Linked DNA regions of Mus musculus: region 2 is linked to region 1. A link is a contact called in public promoter capture Hi-C data. All regions are on one chromosome and are shown on one strand. The core of a region is the stretch at or near the end of the contact, and the rest is flanking DNA. Distances in the headings are between cores, read along the strand shown.

Evidence for each region. Promoter capture Hi-C pulls out the DNA fragments that hold promoters and counts their contacts.
Region 2: a contact with region 1 is called in a promoter capture Hi-C map of the HPC-7 cell line. The contact joins the enhancer-like site here to the promoter of Ddx47 in region 1. A contact is called at or near these places in 19 of 39 promoter capture datasets (the 3T3-L1 cell line, 3T3-L1-derived adipocytes, the C10 cell line and 11 more), 1 of 15 datasets of contacts at CTCF or cohesin (pro-B cells), 18 of 484 Hi-C or Micro-C datasets (the 3T3-L1 cell line, B cells, the C2C12 cell line and 11 more), 3 of 115 datasets of contacts at active chromatin or transcription factors (bone marrow-derived macrophages, embryonic stem cells and pancreatic cancer cells) and 3 of 9 other capture datasets (adipose tissue, liver and macrophages).

Annotation. Positions count from the first base shown.
Region 1 is chr6:135,010,290-135,013,943 of GRCm38.p6, forward strand. Ddx47 (DEAD box helicase 47) reads left to right here and starts at 1,323. Exons shown (of 12, transcript NM_026360.3): 1 at 1,323-1,439; 2 at 2,013-2,106. The coding sequence starts at 1,353.
Region 2 is chr6:135,388,582-135,391,988 of GRCm38.p6, forward strand. No RefSeq gene overlaps it. Among named protein-coding and RNA genes, the nearest start is that of Emp1, 27 kb to the left of the region's middle. Within about 2 kb of position 2,015, at least 7 of the 459 cell types and tissues checked have an H3K27ac peak or open chromatin away from gene starts, as enhancers often do. A contact at or near this core is called in the HPC-7 cell line, where this site is marked.

The DNA.
Region 1 (3,654 bases), core at 73-2,572:
CCTCTTCAAGTGTAGTTTCTGCTTCTCTGTGTTTTAGTAGAAGGTTGTTACATCCATCCATACACACTTGTAATATAACACACATATAATATATATTTGAAACAGGGTCTTACCAAGTAACCCTGACTGTTCTGGAACTTGCTATGTAGACCGGGCAGGCCTCCACTTCACAGAGATTCACCTGCCTCTGTCTCCTGAGTGATGGGATTAAAGGCATGGGCCACCACTCCCAATCTTAGTTATATTATATTTAAATCTATGGCCTTTCCCACAACAGCCTCAGGACTTGGAGCCCTAAATACTCTTAAGGGTATGTTTGACATGCGCTGCGCACATTTTAACAACACACTCTGCCAGAGAAAGGGATACCACGAAGAAAAGCATAGCAGATTGTCTCTAATGCCTCAGTTTCAGAAAGTGTGCCCCACACATTGAGAATGCCAATGCCTCCCCACTAGGGTACACTTGCAGGCACAGGGCATGTAACATACATTGTACCTCACTAGCTTAAGTGGTGGCAGTTCAGATATCTCACGGGTCTCAGGAATTTTGTATTCACAGATCTGCCAGTTTTTTGTTTGTTTGTTTGTTTTTTCGAGACAGGGTTTCAGAAATCTGCCTGCCTCTGCCTCCCAAGCGCTGGGATTAAAGGCGTGTGCCACCACGCTCGGCTCAGATCTGCCAGTCTTGAATAGGTGTCCCCTGAACTCAGAACGGCCTTTCTGGTATCAGTAAGGTCCCAGCTCAAATATCACTGCCTCAGAGACACCTTCTCAGTCTTGCAGCAATCCTGACAATTCTTTCTCCCAAAGCTTTGCTCCCCTATTTTTATGTAGCACTTTTCATAATTCAAAGTGGCCCATTATTACCTATGTATTGTTTGCCTTCTCTTTGCAGTGGAAGTTGATACTGTCCTGCTCTATCATTAGACACCTAGCACAGTCCAAGCATATGGCAGGCTGTCAGTTGTCAAATATATGAAGTAATGAATAAATAGTATCGTGATGTCCATGTGTTTACATTTCTATAGTTAGAAAAGTGATAAGCCAAAGGGAAGACAGCCAAGGCCCTGGAAGGCCGAAGTTGCAGAATGAAATCCTGCCTCAAGAAACCAATTTAAAAAAATAAAAAATAGGGCAGATACCCAAAGGGCAGCAAGAAGGGATCGTCTCAGTTCCTTAGGCACACAGGCTTCCAGCCATTGCTGTTCTTCCAAGTCCCTCCTGTGTGGGGCGCTGCCACGCCAGACCCGCCAGCAGGAGGCGTTCAGAACCTACACTCTAGGAAAGTAATCGCCTACATTTCCCAGCACGCCTTGCGCCTCGGCCCCACTTCCGGAGCCCACGAGCAAGATGGCGGCGGACGAGGAACCCGATTCCCCCTCTGGAGCCCTTCAGACAGCTGCGGAAGAGGAGGAAACGAAAACATTTAAAGACCTGGTGAGAATGGGTGATGCTGGTATTTATTTTGTGATGTTGGCGTTTAGGCTCACCCAGGGTTTGGGTACTTCATATCCCAGCCGGTGGTGTGTAAAAACACCTTGGGGCCTAGCTCATGCTATCTTCAGGCTGTCAGAAACTCGGGGTCTCTTCACGCTCCCTCGGGTGCATTTGCCTTGTAGGATGCCGCTGGGTCGTGAGAGCCCCCGTTTGTTTTTCTCCCCAGTTACTGTAGAGCCTTATGTTATCTAGGGTCACGCGTGACCTCCTTACAAGAGGCAAGTTGTTATGGTGTGCGCCTCACTTTATACACGTGAGGCACTTGGTAGAATAATAGCTAGCCACTGGTCGGAACTGATTTGACGGGTTAAATGAGATAATACATGCAAAGAGTTGACAGCAGCCCCTGGTGAAGAGAAATTGTCTCAAGGCGCTGTCCCATAGTGTTCATATAAAGCAGGGTCTGAGATGTACAGTTATGTAAAGTGCAAAGGGCTACGTATCACCAGGAGGATGGCTCTGATAAAGGTGAGGATGTATTCTTTGCTAAAGTATGGTTTTCTGAATTCAAAGGGTGTTACGGATGTATTGTGTGAAGCTTGTGACCAGTTGGGATGGGCAAAGCCCACCAAGATCCAGATCGAAGCTATTCCTTTGGCCTTGCAAGGTAGGTTGGAATTAAATATGCAGGCTAGTACAGAGCCAGTGTGGCATTATATTCAGTTTTTGTGTTGCTTCTAAGAGCTATTGCTGTCAAATTCCAAGTGAAATAAAGATATAATCTCTCCCTGGGTATGGCAGGACTACTTGAGTTCTTAACACCGAGGAGGCAGAGACCTTGCTTCAAATAAATATAAAGCCAGGTGTGATCACGGTGGCACAAGCCTGTACCATTTGGGAGGTAGACACTGACGTTAATGAATGGTGGGACGACAGTTTTAAACCCCTAGAGCACTCTACTGTCTGAATTTGCATGGCAGATCCTGACTGTTAGCTCTAAGAGATGAGAATTAAGAATCCATACAATGGACCATCAAGAGACCCATAATTAGCCTCCAAACGATGACACCATTGCATACACTAGCAAGCGTTTGGTGCAAGGACCGTGATATAGCCGTCTCTTGTGAGACTATGCCGGGGCCTAGCAAACACATAGGTGGATGCTCAGAGTCAGCTATTGGATGGATCACAGGACCCCCAATGGAGGAGCTAGAGAAAGTATACAAGGAGCTAAAGAGATCTGCAACCCTGTAGGTGCAACATTATGAACTAACCAGTACCCCGGAGCTCTTGACTCTAGCTGCATATGTATCAAAAGATGCCGTAGTCGGCCATCACTGGAAAGAGAGGCCCACTGGACAGGCAAACTTTATATGCCCCAGTACAGGGGAACGCCAGGGCCAAAAAATGGGAATGGGTGGGTAGGGGAGTGGGGGGGGGAGGGTGTGGGAGGCTTTTGGGATAGCATTGGAAATGTAATTGAGGAAAATACGTAATTAAAAAAAAAAAAGAGGAAAAAAAAAAAAAAGAATCCACCATAAAGCTAGGCGTGGTGGTGCACACCTTTAATCCCAGCACTCCATTGGCAGAGACAGGAGGATTTCTGAGAGTTTGGGGCTAGCCTGGTCTACTAAGCAAGTAGGAAAACACTTTGTCTTTAAGACAAAGAACAAACAAACAACGCCCCCCCCCCAAAAAAAAAACCAGAAAGAAAATCCATCTTGCTTATTCTGTATCTTCCAACACCCTTGATCAGACCTTTCTTGAAGTTATCTTTTCATTTCAACACAGTATTTTACTAGCCTGTCTCTTTAGCTACTGTTTCTTTCCTTTGGCTTTATAATAGCGATTCTATCACCATCCTCTATTTCCTTATTCTAAAACAACTTGGACCTACTGAATTAGAATTTTCAGGTGTCAAACCAGGTGGTGGTGGTGCGTGCCTTTAATCCCAGCACTCAGGAGGCAGGGCTTGGCAGATTTCTAAATTTGAGGCTAGCCTGGTCTACACAGCGAGTTCCAGAGCAGCCAGGACTACACAGAGAAGCCCTGTCACAAAAAAAAAAAAAAACCAAAGCAAACACACAGAAGAAGAATTTTCAGATGTGGGACATAGCCCCTCCTTCATAGATTGTACCTCTGATGTGTATGCCCCTCAGGGATGCGAACCGAGTGGAAATTCAGGGCTTTTGTGTGAATGGGAGGAACGAGGTTA
Region 2 (3,407 bases), core at 765-3,264, 380 kb after region 1:
CATAGAGGCCTACATACCACATGTCTAAGTATTAAGAAGATCGGAATCCAATTTAAACTGCTCAGGGACCTTGGCTTTCTAGGAGAGGAGAGGTGCTCCCAGGAACATGCTATTGCTGGCCTCTGGCTCTCAGCTCAGCTTCTTTATGGCTCATATTCCTGTTTCCTTCTTCAGCTCGAGGGACTTAGGGTGCATGTATGTGCATGCCCCGTGCCCAGTCTCTACCCTGCCCCTCCCTGCAAAGGAGTGTTCCTCCGTTGGTTGTCCTCCGAGCCAGGAGTGTGCACGCTGTGAACTTGTTATGTCTGCTATTTCACACATCGAGGAAACGTCCTAGTAGTGGGTGTGGTGAGTGGTGACTGGGCAGGGAACTTTGGGTCTTAGGCCATCAGAATATAGATAGGAAGGAGGTGGCAGGTTGAAGGTACATATAGTCCTTTAGCCTGACTCCTTGGACTTCGTGTTCCTGGGAGAGTGTGGCTAGAGGGTTGGGAAGAGGGTTGGAAGACCAAGTTTATGAAGGCATTGCCTGCCTGCCTCCTGGTCTTGCAGTCTCTCTCTTTTGTGTGCGTCTGCCTCAACAAATGACCTTTATATTATATGTAACATTATTTTATATGCAATAAACAAATAATAAACGAGTCAATTAATTTATTTAGTTATTTAATTACATCTCTTTGTGTCTTAGGGATAGTGTCTCACTCTGTAGCCCTGGTTGAATTTGCTCTGTTCACCAGAGGCTAGTCACTGAGAGCCACCTGCCTCTGCCTCCTATGTGCTGAGTGGCGATTGAGCAGGGAATTTTGGGCCTTAGATTACTAGAATACATCCTGAGATTAAAGGTGTACATCACCATACCAAGCATAATTGTTTTCTTAAGGCTTGACCAGCAGTAGCTTTCTTTCATGTCTGATGAAAATTCTTAGATGTCAGCCTCGATCCCCATCTAAGTCTTTTAGCCATTTTATCTCTGCATTTTGTACAGGGGATTTGCTTGAAGTTCATATAATTAATGATCTCCCATCTTGCAATAGATTCAAAATCTGCATCTTGACCCAGGTTATCCTTCTGGATCCGGACCTTTGAGAACTACCAATTCAGCTGGACCCATGGGGTCCTTATGTCTTTTCCCTTTGATTTCTTCCTTTGGCATTAGGAAGAGACTGACAAGCCAGAGAACACCCCACCATTCTTCCCATCTGATTAGTAATTGATTGCCATTGACTATAATTCCCAAGTGTTTCTATATGCACACTCTCTTTTCCCAATCTCTGCTCAGGCATCACTGGCTCAGGTCTGGAATAGCGGTTACTTAAAGTGGCTGAACAGCTCAGAACTCACTGCTATAAGTTGTTTCCACACGATGGCAAAGCATCCCTTAACATGCAAACATGACCGTGCAGTCGCCTGGTTATAATCCTTCACAGACCCCTTCATGATATTCATGCCCTAAATCTACCATTGGTTGCCTCTTGGCCTATGCTCACTGTAGCTTTGTCTTAGGTTGCTTTCTGTTGCTGTGGTCAACATCACAGCCACTTAGGGAGGGAAGGGTCTATTTGGCTTGTACGTCTCAGGTCCACCACTGAGGGGAATCAGGTAAGGAATATGGAGACAGGAACTGAGGCAGAGGCCAAGGAGGGATGCTGCTTACTGGCTTGCTCATCCAGCTTTGTTACTTCTCAGGCCTCCTGCTCAGAGGTGGCACTGCCCACACTTGTCTAGGCTTTCCCACATCAATAATTAACCAAGAAAATGCACCACAAACTTGCCTGCAGGCTAGTTTGCTGGCGGCATTTTCCCGGTTGAGGTTCCCTCTTTCCAGATGACCTTAGCTTATATCAAGTTTACACAGAAGTTAATCGGCACAACCCTTGAGGTAAAATACACACAATATTTGGTGGTGTTTCCTGATGTGTGCTTTTTTGTTCCCCCTGAAGGTCTTTCCTCCCTCTGCTGCCTGGCACCTGTCTCCAATTCCTTTAGCCTTAGCACACTCATTAGAGCTGACAGGGTGGTCTGACTGCCCTGGACCTGTTGGGGCCTCAGGGTTTATCTAACACCACATTCATATCCATACCAGACCATGGAAGAACGTTTGAGTTGTGGTTTTAACCACAGCACTTCTAGCTAGACTGCAAACCCCACCAGGACCGGGAAATGAGCACTCATTCCCTTACCCTCAGCATCCAATAGGAGACCTGGCAACCTGCAGGTGTCCAGTCCCATTGTGGGTGAAGTGCTGGGGCTGATGTGACTGGGCATCGTGATGGCTGTCCACACCTGTACCTTGTAGCATTTCCTGTGTGTGAGGAAGAGACAAATGTTTCCAGTGAAAAACAACTGATGCAGAGTGCAGAGAGAAGGGAAAAAAAGATCTCTGTCTTGGCATTTAAACAATACTGTCAGCATCATGCAGTTCAAATCAAGGATCTCTTTATAAAAAATTATATACATTTTTATTTTTCTTTGTTTTGTCTGATAAAATTTAGGAGATGGATGGCACTGGAGCCCAAGAAAAGACACTCGCTGTGCTAGCTAAAGGACTTAAGTTCAACCCTCAGAACCCATGGAGAAGTGAGAGCCAACTCCTAAAAGTGGTCCTCTGATTTCTGCAAGCATGCCCGTGCACATGCATGCACGCACATCCACTTGTGTGCACACACACATAATTTCGTATACTCAGAAATCCCATTGGGGCCATCTGTGGCTGTCGACCCCATAGAAGTCGGCAGACATGGGCCCTGTTTCAGAACAGTTTGCTCTGGTTCTCACACTGTGCCCCTGGGCATTCATTTAAAATGACTCCCTACATTTGCTCTCCAGCCCTATGTCAACTGTGGCAGGCAGTGCATGCCTACAATCCTAGAATGCAGAGGCAGGAGAATCAGGAGTTCAAGGTCACTGTTAGCTATGCAGTCCACGGGTTATATAGATCTGTTTAATACACACAAAAAACTTTTTTTTTTTTTATTAGCAAAGAGTGGGAGAGTTGAAGAAGGTGTTCTGGGAGAATAAATCTGGCAGGGGACAGAATGAGCTCCTCTGGAAGAGAAGAAATTGTGGAGATTCTGCTGTAAGAGCCAAGGGGATGGGTAAAAGGGAGCAAGTAGATAAAGCAGGTGGGATTGGGAGCATAAAGGGTTAACAGTGAAGCTCTGATTCGGATGGGATGTGATTCAGTGAGATGAGGCTGGACTCATGCTCAGTGGTTGAGAGCACTGGCTGCTCTTCCAGAGGGCTGATTCCGTTCCCAGCATCCACATGGCTGATCACCACCATCTGTAACTCCAGTTTCTGGAGATCTGACTTATTCTTCTGGCCTCTATGGGCACTGCACCCATCTGGTGCGGAGTCGTGAGTGCCAGCAAAAAACCACCCGGACACGTTAAATAAGAATAATCAAT